2 separate regions of the Ovis aries genome follow, and region 1 is linked to region 2. A link is a contact called in public Hi-C data. All regions are on one chromosome and are shown on one strand. The core of a region is the stretch at or near the end of the contact, and the rest is flanking DNA. Distances in the headings are between cores, read along the strand shown. Region 1 holds the start of EVA1C (eva-1 homolog C). Region 2 overlaps EVA1C (eva-1 homolog C).

Region 1 (6,597 bases), core at 1,724-4,223, 70 kb before region 2:
CCACACTTTGTTCATCCATTCATCCATCCAAGGACGCTTAGATTGCTCTCCATTTGGCTTCTGTGAATAAAGCTGCTATGAACACAGATGCGCAAATATCTCTTGGATTTGATTCTTTTGGGTGTATTATCACCCCTGGACCCACTGTTGACCACTCTAGTCCAGCTGCACTCAGCAGAGTCATCTATGACCAACACATACTTGGTTGTATCACTCATCTGCTTACAACAGTTTGCTAGCTTCCGATGGAAATGCTCACAAAGCTGAGGACAAAGATGGCAACGCTCACCAAGGTCTCTGGTCCCTGAGCTCTGGCGGCTGACCTCGCCACATCACCTTGCCCTACCCTTTTCTCTCTGTTTCATCCCCTCCGTGCTTCTCAGTGGAGCTGTGTTCCATTTGGATTTCACATGTGCTCATTCATTTTCCTACGATGTTGCGTGTGTGTGCGCTCAGTCGAGTCTGACTCTTTGTGACCCCATGGACTGTAGCCCGCCAGGCTCCTCTGTCCATGGAATTTCCCAGGCAAGAATAGTGGAGTGGGTTGCCATTTCCTATTCCGGAGGATCTTCCTGACTCAGGAATTGAACCTGCATCTCTTGCATCGCCTGCATTAAAAGGTGGATTCTTTACCACTGCGCCACCTGAGACTTGGTGTTCTCCTAAGAACACTCTTAAGATGTTCATCCTCCCCAAATACCTAGCTTTTGCTTGACCAACTCTTCCCATCTTTCTCACCCATGTAATCTTAAAAAGGGCTTCCCTGGTGCCTGTCTTAAAAAGGTTGCCAACACCTGCCTTCCTCACGCCCTCTCCTCCTCCCACCCTCCCTCTGTCTTGCCCCTGTAGTCCCTTGCTGTTCATTTGGTGTTACCAGTTCAATGTCTGTCTTCCTCACCCGTGTTGTTGTTTACCTGCTAAATCATGTGCGACCGCATGGACTGTTGCCTGCCAGGCTCCTCTGTCCATGGGATTCTCCAGGCAAGAATACCGGAGTGGGTTGCCATTTCTTACTCCAGGGGATCTTCCCAACCCAGGGATCCAACCCGAGCCTCCTGCACTCACAGGTGGGTTCTTTATCACCGAGCCCCCAGGGAAGCCTCTTCCTCACTGTGCCAATGACTAATGTTGACTGAGCACTTCCTCCTTCCAGGCCCAGTTCCTACCCCCAACCTGTATCAACTCCTTAAATCTTCACAGTAAGCCTGCCGCCTTTACAGATAAGGAAGCCTGGGGATGCTGTCCCCATTAGGAGCAGTGCCCACACGGGCATGCTTGCAAGACCATGGTGGGAGCCCCCAGCCCTGAGGGAGCACAGTTCCCTTCCTGGGCCTGCATATTCAGCTCCTAGCAGAGGACCTAGCCCACAGAGGTACCTAACTCCTATCCAAACTAGATGGATCAATGGAATACAAGGTACAGGGAGGAAACAGTTTTGAGCAAAGGTCACTTACTGAATGGCTGCTAGGTGCTAAGCATCCTTACCCACCTCACCTCCCAGCCCCCGCCTCAGTTTCCTCAACCTTGAAAGTGCACAAGAATACTGAGGTTCAAGGGTTACTGAGAAGGCTGAACGTTTTCATGTAGGTTTTAAAAATCCTGGTGCCTGGCTGACTGGGTCCCACCAACACATGTTGGTGGTTACATCTGCCGCGCTCCCTGCCCCACCCCACCCCAGACAGATGAGGAAATGGCCGGAATCTTCCCTTCCCGAGCACAGAGTGGGACGCGATGACATCCAGCCCCGGGGTCCTTGCGGCCCACCTCTAAGAAGTTCCCGCAGGTAGGCCAGCGAGTCGCTTCGGATTCCCTCTCCAGGCCTTCCCGGCACGCGGTGCGGCGCGTCTCCCCTCCCCGGGCAGTTCAGACCCAGGGGGCCCGCAGGGCGCCTGGGCCCGCCCTTGGGCCTCATTATCTACGTTTCCGCGTCAGGCCCGCGGCGAGCTTGGCAGGCGCTCCAGCGGTGTTCGGGAACACTCTGTGCCGAGCGCGCTCCCGCCCGACCTGCCTCCCTCCCCCCCGGCCCGGATGCCCCGCGCAGGTTTGGGTCGGTGGACCCCCAGGTTCGGCACCCGGAGCGCATCCACGGAGCCCCCGTGCCCTCGGTGTCCCCCGAGCCCGGGTGGTGCGAAAATCCGCTCCTCGCCCACTGGCTGGGAGTCCAAACGTAGGTTACCCCGCGCGTCATCGAGAGGTTCAGAAAGATGCTGTGGCCCCATTTTAAAACAAAGCCCGTTTATTAGCGTTCGGCCAGGGTCTGGGCAGGCCCAGCGTCAGATCCTGAGCGCGGCTGACTCCCAGTACCCACAGGAAAAGTAGGCAGCTAAAAGAAACCTGTTCTAGACCATGTGATCCGTTTGGAGCACAATGCCTCCCCTTTCCGCTCCCCCCTCCGCTCCGCGGCGGTTCCCGTCAGGGCTGCGTCAGCTTTGGCGATCGCCAAGGCTCCGGGGTCTCAGTCTCCTCTCCTGTGAAATGGGGATAACAGTGCGTGCTTGGTGATTCTGCACGTGGTGCGCGGCCGGTCGCCAAAGACGTCAGTGCTGCGGTCCCACACCTCCCGGACCCCACCTTCCCGAGGCCCCCACCCCAGCCTCAGCCCCGCCCCGGGCTCCCGGGCTCAGCGCGCGGCGCTGGCTCCAAAGTGCGTCACGGGCGCTCCCCCGGCGGCCAGGGCGAAGCTGGCACGGGGCCAGCGCGGGCCTGGCCGGGGGTGCCGGGCGGTCTCAGAGGGGAGGGGACCCCCGGGGTGTGCAAGGCGCTCCAGTCGCGTGCTGTTGGGGGCGCCCTCCGCGGCGCGCGGCGCGCCAAGGCCCCGGCCTCTGGCAGCCTCGGGGGCGCGGAGGGGCTACACTTTCCCTTCGCCCCCCGCCCTCGTTTCCTCCTGCGCGGCCCGCAGCAGATTTCCTCTCGGGGAAACTACGCGGATCCTTCCCGGGGCTCCTCGCCCCGCCCCAGGTCTCCGCCCCCTCCTCTTCGCTCCGGAGCCGGTGCTCGCCCGCGGCAAGGAGGAGGCGCTGGCAGCCTGGGCCAGGAGGTGGCAGGGGGCCGCGGAGACGTCGGCTACCGACTCGTCCTGCCATGTGACGCCGCCCTCCGCCCCGCGATCCCCCGTGCGCCCCGGGCCCGCGCCCGCGCTCCGTCGCGCGGCACATCATGCTGCTGCCCGGCCACGCGCGCCCACCGTCCGCCCCGCAACCCGCGCAGCATCCCGGCCTCCGCAGGCAGGTAGAGCCTCCGGGGCAGCTCCTGCGTCTCTTCTACTGCACCGTCCTGGTTTGCTCCAAAGAGATAGCGGCGCTCACCGACTTCTCCGGTAAGAAGCGACCTCCCTCGCTGAGCGGCCCCCGGCGCCGCGGGGCGCTAAGGTGAGCCCTCGGTTGGGGGCCGGCGCCCGAGGGGCAAGGCCGGGTTGCTTGAAAGTTAGGGCGAGCTAGGAGCCCTAACTTTTTCTTGCCGGATGCGAACTCTTCGCATATAAGTAACAACATGTGAGATGCCGGCAGAGGGGGTCCCCCAAGAAAGAAGGGTGGGTAGAGTGTTTGGAGTTTGTCTCCCGATGAGTTGACCTCGTCAGTATCCCAGGGTCAGGGGCCAGACTCCGAAGGATGCGTATCGGTTTAAAGCACCTTAGGCTGAGTCCTGTGCACCGAGCTCAGCGCTGTTGGTACACGTGTTGCGGTCTACGTTGTACCTCTTTGCTTTACGCGCAGTTTGGGTTTGCCCCAGCCGACCTCGCGGGTGCCCACGTAAGGAGACAAGTCCAGGAGACATTTGACCTTAAGTCTTTGCCAACAGACCTGAGGGAAACCCGGGGGTGGGGTGGTGGAAGGTCCGGTGGAGATGCCATGAGAGACGAGTAGAAGCTTGCAGTACCGAGAGAGGAGAGTCAGGGGTAAGACTTTACCGCCAAAAGGCACCAGAGTTGGTCCCTTCCAGCCCCCATCGCCTTAAAAAAAGAAAAAAACGACTTCCCCTCCCAGTAACCGATGAGGCTTTTCTTTGGGGGGAGACTGAACCGATCTCAAATAGTTCTGGGGTTGTAGGTGGGGCGCCACAAAGGCAGAGAGGTTTCTGAATTGATGCGGGCTAGAGGGACAGCATTCTTAAATTACCTTTGCGCTTGCTGAGAGTAACCAGACATCCCTGCAAAGGTGAATCAGACCTGGGTCTCCGTCTGGCGAGGCTGGTGGCCCTTCACCCTTTCCTCGCCCCTGCCCAGCCCCGGAAGCAGCTCTGGGTCCCATTCTTTGCCTTCTCCAGCATCTCCTGTCAAGGCCAGGCTTCCCGCATCTCTGCTTTGAAGGTCTTTTGCGGTGTAATCACAGTCAACAAGGCTCCTTCCTCAGACCCTGTTTGTGCAATACGCTAGTACATGGCAAGGGACACTGGCAAACCAGAAGCTGAGTTGGGTTTCTAGTTTACTTACAGAGAATGTCATTGTTAGCTGAGAGCCCTTGGGTCAGAGGTTCTTTGCTTTGAATATTTAATATCAAGGCAGTGTTTCTACCTCGCAAAGGAAGCCAAGACATGCCTATTTGGCAAGGAAACTGAGGTCCTTACGACCGAGGGTCAGAGCGCTGTGGTAAATGTGCTGGGAAAATGCTGAATTTCAAGTGCTGCTGACTTTTTCTTTTTGGTAATAGAACTTTCTTGGCTGCTGGGAAAGTTCTGTCTTTGCTGATTTAAGCTATGGAAAGCAGTCTGAATTCAGCCACCGGCAGGCTGCGAATATTGTTGAGCAAAGAACAGAAGAAAGCCAACAAGCCTTTCTTTTGTGACATCACTGTAACTGAACAAATATTGCTTTAGGTACCGGTGCGGTGTAACCATTAGATTGTTCTCACAGATTACAGGCACTTAGAGCTTGTTTCTTTAGTGAAGCGGTTGCAATCCCTGAAGCAGTCTATAGGTTACCACCCAAGTTTGGAACTGTCTAAAGGTAGCAACTGTTTTGGAGGGTGAACTTGAACTGTCAAACAGGGTGCTCTAAACTTGGAAGTGGGTGTTTTCATACATAGTTCTCTAAATGATTAAACGATAAAAGAAATTTTCTTGTGCTTTTAGTGGGAACCTAGATTCCAGGGTTTGAGACTCCCTGAGCCAATATTCGGTCGATGGGGACATTGCCAGGCAACCCCCATGTTTTCTCTTGTCAGCCTTGCTCTTTAGAGATCTGAAGACCAGGGAGAAAGTGTCTGGGAGCCTTTTGGGGAGAAGAAAAGAAAAATAACCTTGCCTGAAACCACAGACACACTCATGTTTAGATCTAAATTCTAGCTTGTATGGCTTTAGGGAAATATTAGAAAAGGCTCAGGGAGAAAGATAATGTCTTCCAAAATTGATTCATTTGACTTGAAACTTAATGAACCTTTAGGGACCCCCTTAGCCACGTGACATACAGCATCCAAGAAAATTCCTAAGCTCCAAAGATGACAGTCTGAGGGTTGAGTTGAAAGCTTTAGTTGACGCAGTGGATCCTGGTCATGGGAAACCAACACAGACACAGAGAGACACACACACCCCTCCCCAACTCCCACCTCTGTGGCCTCAAAGCCTGATTCCTGCTTTCCTGGGAACAAGAGGTCCTGTTCCTGAACTTAGAGGGGTGTGTAGAAACCAGTGCCTGAAAAGAGACGGTGGACCCTCCCCTTCGGAGCCTGCAGCGATAGCTGAGCCCTGGAGAGCAGCATTTGACAATGTCTTTGCTTGCTTGTTTTTCTAAACAAGGAAACATAAAAAATCCAGACAGAGGGAGGGCGGAGGGAACTTGGGATCCTTTCAGCCTTTGTGAAGAGGGGATGGAAGCAGGATGGTGAATCCAGGTGAAAGAAAGTGCTGAAATGAAAGGGGTCCTAGCCTTTGTCTGTACAGTATTGGGCCTCCTGGGAGATTAGCAGCACAGAATTTTGGAAAGTTACTTAAGCCTTTCTCTTCTTTGCAACTCTTCCTTGAGCTTTTTTTTTTTTTCCCCTGAGGCTGTCAGCTGGTGTAGTTTTCCTGGGTCATTGATTTTTTTGCCCCGGGGATTCCAGCATCACATCTCACTCTTAATAAGCCAGAGGCTACATCAGGGCCTCCTCTCCTCCCCCTTCATGCTCGTGACTTGTGCTAATCACCTCCAAGCCTGCTAGGAAACAGGCTCCCTAAACACCCCCTTCCCTCTCCTCCCTGAAGACATTGAGATGCTGCCAGCGGCCACTGGAAGGCTATCATCACTGCATTAAAAACACATCCCAGGAAGGCAAGAACAGTTCATGCAAAATTAGTGCTTCTGATCCTTAATCCCAAACTCAAATGGGCTTGGCGTTCGTCCATTTTCCTCTTTGGGATAGCGTTCTGTTCTTTTGACTGCATTCCCAACTTGAGGATTTAGCCGGAGAGGTCCAAACTGATCACTGATATATATGTTTTTTTTCATATATAGAAATATGATGTCAGCAGCATCTTTGTTCAAAGAACAAGGCAGGATGAGGGCAGAGGGGAGGGAGGGGTGCCATTTTGGTTCCAACGATTAAAAAGATCCTAAAGATCCTTTCTACATGTGGTCTGGCTTTCAAGAGTGATGTTTCAGCGTGTCTCTGAACTTAGTTTGCC
Region 2 (7,108 bases), core at 907-3,406:
CATCTGGTATAAGCACACTTTAATATCCCCCACTTTAGAAAACTGGACTCCCTCTTTTGACCCCATGCCCCTTCCGCTGCGCCTGCAAGTCTTGTGGGCACTCCCTGCTCTCAGGATCCCAAATCCAGCCCTTTTGCTCCCAGCCCACTCTAGACTTCTCTCATCCAGACCATCTGGGCCTCCTCCCTTCTCCTTGATTCCGTTCCCTCCCTTAGCCCCTTCTTTGCTTAGCAGTTGGAGAGAGCTTATCTAAGGCAACTCAGATCACAGCCCCCATCCCACTGTGTCTTCCGTAATTAGAATAAATCCAGTCCCCAGTTGTGGTCCCGCCTCTGGAGCCTCTACACTCATTCACACCGCAGTGTCTTTGCACAAGCTCTGCCTTTGGGCTGGGATGTTCTTACCCCACTTTTCTGCGTGGCCAGCTTCGTTTCATCATTCAGGAGTCCACTCAGACGTCATCTCAGAGATCTTCCGAGGCACCCCGCCAGCATGCCACCTCATCCTGGTCTCCGCCTCAAGCTGTCCTTGTCTGATGGTCTTCACAGTCTGGAGTCACTTAGGTGCTTGTGGTCTCTCTGCCCAGGAGCTGGCCAGCACTGCAGAGGTGCTGTGTGTCTCTGCCATGAGGATTCCCAGCCAGCAGAGCAGGGCCTGGCACAGAGTAGGTGCCCGAGTGAATCCTGAGTCCCATGAATGAATCAGAACCACCCCCACCCTGTTCCTAAGTGAGGTGCCCACACTGGGCTCAGCAAGTGGATGGTTGCCGGCTTGGTATGTGGGCCTTGCAATAGCTTCCAACCTCTCGGGAGATGCTGAAAATATGATTTTTTTTTAATGTAAAGTTTTCCAACTTTTAAAACACTGTGAGAGCCAAACAAAACATGCCTGCAGGCCCCATCCGGTCCACGGGCCGCCGGCGTGAGAGCTCTGCTCTCGGTTCCCAGTTATTACTGCGGCTCAGCCTTAGCGCTTTGAAGAAGGAGAAAGGGCTGTTTATTTTTGGCCCTGCAACCTGGCAAGAACTTGGAAGGATAGCTGCCTGAAGGCCAAGTGGTCAGAGCTCACCGTGGGCCTCTGCAAGGGGACGTGTGTGCTTTTCCTCTTGTGATATAAGCTAAAGTCTGGGGCAGTCCCGCAGGCTCAGAGTCTGGGTACCCAGTGCAGCTCATCACACACGGTCAGGAAGCAGAGCGGAGCGAGGCTTTAGCTCCCAGTTACTCGGCATGACGATGAGGTGGTTACGTGTGGACGTGAACTTGAGCAAACTCTGGGAGATAGTGAAGGACAGGGAGGCCTGGTGTGCACTCCAGAGGCTACTGCAGTGTAATGAAATACTCCCAAGTTGAATGGCTCAAAACAAAAATGAACAGTTAGTGCCTCACAGTTTCTGGGGGGCAGGGGTTCCAGGGTAGCCTGGTTGGGAAGTTCTTACTTAGGGTCTCGTGAGGCCTTGCGGAGTTGCAGCCAGGCTATCGGCTTAGGGTGTGGTCATCTGAGGGCTGAGCATCCAAGGAGGCTCCCTGACATGATGGACAGGTTGGTGCTGGTTGTTCATGGGTGGCCTTGGTTCTCCCCACTTGGGTGTCTTGAGCGTCCTTGCAACATGGCCGCCAGCTTCTTCCGGAGCCCGAGAGGCAGAGGAGCAAATGGAAGCCACACCCTGTCACCTCTCCAGAGTCTACCGTCACAGAGACCAACTGATTCCTCGAGGGAGGAGGCTACACGTGGATGTGAGTTCCTTGGAGGGCCATCCGGAAGGCTGTTATGGGCTGAATTGTGTCCCCCTAAAATGCCCTTGTTGATGTCCTAACCCCCAGTACCTCAGAATGTGACTGTTTGAGGAGATGTGCTTTTAAAGTGGTGACTAATTTGAGGTAATATAGGAGGATCCTCATCCAGTGTGACCGCTGTCCTCGCAGTAAGGGGAGCTCAGGACATGGACGCACACAGGGAAGACACCGTGAGGGTGCAGGAAGAGGTCGGCCACTTGCAAGAAAGGGATCCTTGGAAGGGACCAACCCGCCGAACATCTCCAACTTCCCGCCTCAGAACTGAGAGGACACAAAATTCTATTGTTTAAGGCTCCCAGTGTGTGGGCTCTGTTACCGCAGCCCTAGGAACTAACACAATGGCTGATCATCACAGCTGTCAAGCAAAAAAAATTAGAAAGAGCAGCAAGGCTGATGACCATGCCAGCTGTCAAAAAAGTGATGCTTTTGAACTGTGGTGTTGGAGAAGACTCCTGAGAGTCCCTTGGACTGCAAGGAGATCCAACCAGTCCATTCTGAAGGAGATCAGTCCTGGGTGTTCATCGGAAGGACTGATGCTCAAGCTGAAACTCCAGTACTTTGGCCACCTGATGGGAAGAGCTGACTCATTTGAAAAGACCTTGATGCTGGGAAAGATTGAGGGCAAGAGGAGAAGGGGACCTCAGGGGATGTCTGATGTTTGGATGTCATCACCGACACGATGGACATGAGTTTGAGTAAGCTCCAGGAGTTGGTGATGGACAGGGAGGCCTGGTGCACTGCAGTACACGGGGTCTCAGAGAGTCAGACATGACGGAGCTACTGAACTGAACTGTCATACAGGTTTAAACACAGATCTGGTGTCTCTACTGAAGGTGATGACCCAAAGACATTTCCGAAAGATCTTCAGGCAAGTCAGATCCTTCAGAACGTACAGCTCCTTCTCGGACCGCCCTGGAGGGTCAGTGGCTAAGACTCTGAGCTTCCAATGCAGGGGGCGCAGGTTTGATTTCCTAGTCAGGGAACTAAGATCCCACGTGTCACATGGAGCAGCCAAAATGTTTTTTTAAGAAAGAAAGAAGTTATGGCTCCTCTATTGGAAAAGAAACTGAAAGAAAATAGAAAAGTGACTGATTAGCGCTGGTCCCAGAGAAACCCCAGTGGAGCAGCATCTGACACAAGAAAGGATACACCTTCCCACAGACCGGGGCATGGACTCTGGAAAGCAGGCTTCCAGAAGACTCCCTGGGTGTCCACCACAGCACATCATTTCCTGCAGCAGTTACACTTTCTGGGTGGGCTCCAGGGGTGCTATTTCCTTAATAAGAGAGTGAGAAAAACCACACAGTGGGCCTCAAAGGCTGGACTAAGGCCACCCCAAGGCCAAGTGTGGGCAGGCCTGGACTTCTCAGCCAAAGATCAAGGTGCCAGGGGCTCCCACTGCCAAGACAGTCTCATAAGAGCAACCAGCCTAATTATCTAAATAAACACAGGTTGTAAAGAGCGATTAACTGCAGTTTCAGTGTGAAACAGTAGCCAAAAATATAAAAATTAAATAGTTGAGTATCTTGTTATCACATGTACTGGGGTGGAGGGTAGTCTGCCAGGCAGAGAGGTGCAAACAAAATCAGGCTGGGAGGGAAATAACCACTTAAAAAAAAAAAAAAAAAAGAGAATCCTGCCAGTGGTTCAGAGCTCAGTGTCAACAAGGAAATGGTCAGAGCTACATAGGACCTGAATTACCTTGGGCCTCTTCCTAAAAATACACCATGGGTTCTTTCACGCTCATCAAGATAAATTCTTTTGCTCCCAGGGTAACTATGAGTGCTGAAGCCTGTCTGTAAATCACGCTGGTCACAGGACCTCCTGGGTCCAAAAGGATTGTGGTCTTACAAATAGAGTCTTCCCCACCCTTTTCGTCTGTTAGCCTTAAGAAATATGATCAGGCACACATCCTAAGAAAATATAAAGTTTCTGGGGCTCTCCTACAGTTCTGGCAAGGGTGTGAACTGATACAACCCTTCTGAACGGTTTGGCAGTGTGTATCAAAAGCTTTAATATTTTGAATACCCTTTGACAAAGCAATCTACTTCCAAGAGTTATAAACCGTCATGCTTGTGTGCAAGTATTTAGCTCTAAGGATGTTTCACGCAGAATTTTTTATGGCATTAAACGATGGAAACCATTGGAACGTCTACCAATAGGGTATTTTAAACAGAGCTGGTTCATTTATTAAGTGAGAAACTATACAACTCTTTAAAATGATGCTTCTGTTAAAAATTTTTCATAAATATGCTAATAAATGAGGAAAAGTAGCATAGAGTCATATGTATATGATCCATTGAGGGGGATGGGCATTTAAATATAGAAAAGTGACTAGAAGGATGCTCTTTAAAGGTTAGCCATTGTTTTTCTTGATTAGTGGCATTTACTGAGGATTTTTATTTTCCTGGTTTAGCAGTATTTGAGGTTTTCAAGTTTTCAGCTATAAACATGTGTTTGAAACAGAAAAAAAAATAGTAGCTTACGGAAAAAACAATAATAGTTGTTGGACTTCCAAGAATAACTTCATAATTCTTTTGTTACTTCTTTTCAATATAGGTGGCTTATACAGAAATCATGTAGCTCATTTTCAATCTTGAGATGTAAGGGTTTTTTCCAATTGATAAATGTGTTAATAATAGATAAATTTCTAATTGATAAATATCCAAATAATAATAAGGCTCCTAAAGACAGCAAAAATATTCACAATCAACCCTGTGCACCCACAAAGCATTGAAAAATAGTAATAAAAAGGGGACTGCTGCTGCTGTTGAGTCGCTTCAGTCGTGTCCAACTCTGTGCGACCCCATAGACAGCAGCCCACCAGGCTCCTCCATCCCCTGGATTCTCCAGGCAAGAACACTGTAGTGGGTTGCCATTTCCTTCTCCAATGCAAGAAAGTGAAAAGTGAAAGTGAAGTCGCTCAGTCTTGTCTGACTCTTAGCGACCCCATGGACTGCAGCCTATGAGGCTCCCCCGTCCATGGGACTTTCCAGGCAAGAGTAGGAGAGATAAATTAGGAGTTCGGGATTAACAGATACACACTACTATACATAAAGCAGGTAAACAACAAGGACCTACTGTATAGCACAGGAAACTACATTCAATGTCTTGTAATAACCTGTAATGGCAAAGAATCTGAAGAAGAATATATACGTATAACTGAATCAGTTTTACACTTGAAACTAACACAACATTGTAAATTAATCCTACTTCAATAAAAAATTTTAAGTAAACTGGAAGAAAATTCAAAGGATATATCTTTCCTCCTAGATAAACTTCCCATAGCTCCTGGGGCAAGTTGAGGTATACAAACGGATCATTTATCATTACATTTGCAGAAAAATTTACATTTCTGAAGAAAGTTACCCCAGAGACACTCATATATGAAAGCTGTCTTCTATCCAGATATGAATTTTGTTTTTCTTTTTAAGAAAGTTCACTCTGTACGCTTTCATTTCAAACCAATGTAAACTCGCAAAAACTTGGAAAGTATCTTAAAATCAATAGGGGGGAAAAATCATCAGCCAAAAATAGCGCCCTGAGAATCTCAGTGATTCTCCTTCCAGTATTTGTGTGTGTGTGTCTTTATTTGCAGATTAAGCTGTAGTATAGAGGCCTCATCATTCCAGATGCCTGTTTTCACTTGAAAGAACCAAAGAAGGCATTTAGTTTAGACTATAAATTATCTAAGTCCCAAAGGCCTTTTGTAGAAGTGCCGCTTTCCTATCTAAGGTAGTGGCCGGATGTACCTGACGAACACTGGATGCTGCAATTGGGCCCCCTAAATGTAACCTTCCTGCAGTAGTCATGCCAACCAGTAAACCAGCACTGCTCTCCGCATCGTCACTGTCCCGCTGAGGAAACAGGCTCCGCGAGGGAGCTCATTCAACCTCAGCAACAGCTGGTGAGAACAGCTCACATTGACGCGGGCTTTGACTCCTGCAGTTGCTTTGCACAAGTCTCACAGAAAGACGGTAAAAATGATGTTCCTTGAGCTATGGGGGAGGAACACAGAGTCTCAGTGAGCTGAACAGATAGTAGGTGCTGGGCAAACAGCAGAGAAACCCCAGTGCCCTCCAGGAGCTCCCCATCCAATGAGAGATCCAGGCACAAAAGCGGCTAAGGGAACACAACATGACTCACCGGGAGCGTCACAAGCGCCCACTGCAGACCCAGCTCCATGCAGCAGCCCGCTCGGTGGGGCAGCCCGCGTCCTGGAAACCCCTATCCTCGCCCCTCAGGCTTGGGACTGGTAGCCTGTCTCTGCTGTTCCTCCTCGGGGCCCTGCACCATCCTTTGAGGTGTTCATATCCCATTCCCGCCTTTGTAAAGTCTCTTTATCAAGCCCACTTTACGTGGTCCGATGTGAGCTGTAGGTGGGCTGCCAGAACACTGTTCAGGCCGTTAGTCTTTACTCTTCACAGAGACATGCTTGATGCTCTGGCACTTCAAAACATTTCATTCCATCCTCAATGGCTGCCTGACTTGCTTCCTTCACTTCTCTGTCATTCATGAGAACCCCACCAAATTCAGTCCAGCAAGATGCATCCTGTAGACCAAAATATTCAGAAGCTGCCAGAAAACAGATGCAAGTTGCCAGGTAGAACTGACCCAGGGGCCGACAAGAGAATGACAGCTTCCGGTGGCCCCTCCAGGCGGCTTTTCTCAGCGTAGATTCGAACTCATGGGTCACCCTCCCAGAACACATTCCAAAGCCAGGTGTATGGGGCGTTTGCATTTCCTGGTGTCCAGGCCGGTCCACCAGTCCATTCATTGAATACATCATTGTTGGGTGGCTACTGTGTGCCCTGCACTCCAGTGACCAGGCATCGTGGGACTGGACTTGACAAATAAACCAGAACCTTCATGAAGATATTCAGATCAAGTGCCTTCCTCATAATGTTCCTCACCATTTGTTGAGATATACATATTACATACTTTTAGGTATATAACATGGAGAAAGAAATGGCAACCCACTCCAGTGTTCTTGCCTGGAAAATCCAACAGACAGAGGAACCTGGTGGGCTACAGTCCATGGGGTAACAAAAGAGTTGGACATGACTTAGCAACTAAATCAAACATGATATATCACAAAATATGTACATATATATTCATACATATGCACATATATATACACACACATTTACCAGTTCAGTTCAGTTGCTCAGTCGTGTCTGACTCTTTGTGACCCCATGAATCGCAGCACGCCAGGCCTCCCTGTCCATCACCAACTCCTGGAGTTCACTCAGACTCACATCCATCGAGTCCGTGATGCCATCCAGCCATCTCATCCTTGGTCATCCCCTTCTCCT

What was found. Hi-C and Micro-C count contacts between places; a contact is called where the count stands out from the background.
Region 1: a Hi-C map of hypothalamus shows a contact between it and region 2, with 2.1 times the contacts expected there. The contact joins the promoter of EVA1C here to the enhancer-like site in region 2. A contact is called at or near these places in 2 of 16 Hi-C or Micro-C datasets (hypothalamus and omental adipose tissue).

The regions. Positions count from the first base shown.
Region 1 is chr1:123,764,459-123,771,055 of ARS-UI_Ramb_v3.0, reverse strand. EVA1C (eva-1 homolog C) reads left to right here and starts at 2,973. Exons shown (of 10, transcript XM_060403751.1): 1 at 2,973-3,316. The coding sequence starts at 3,157.
Region 2 is chr1:123,692,754-123,699,861 of ARS-UI_Ramb_v3.0, reverse strand. All of the region lies in intron 4 of EVA1C (eva-1 homolog C), which reads left to right. Among named protein-coding and RNA genes, the nearest start is that of EVA1C, 72 kb to the left of the region's middle. Within about 2 kb of position 2,156, at least 7 of the 54 cell types and tissues checked have an H3K27ac peak or open chromatin away from gene starts, as enhancers often do. A contact at or near this core is called in hypothalamus, where this site is marked.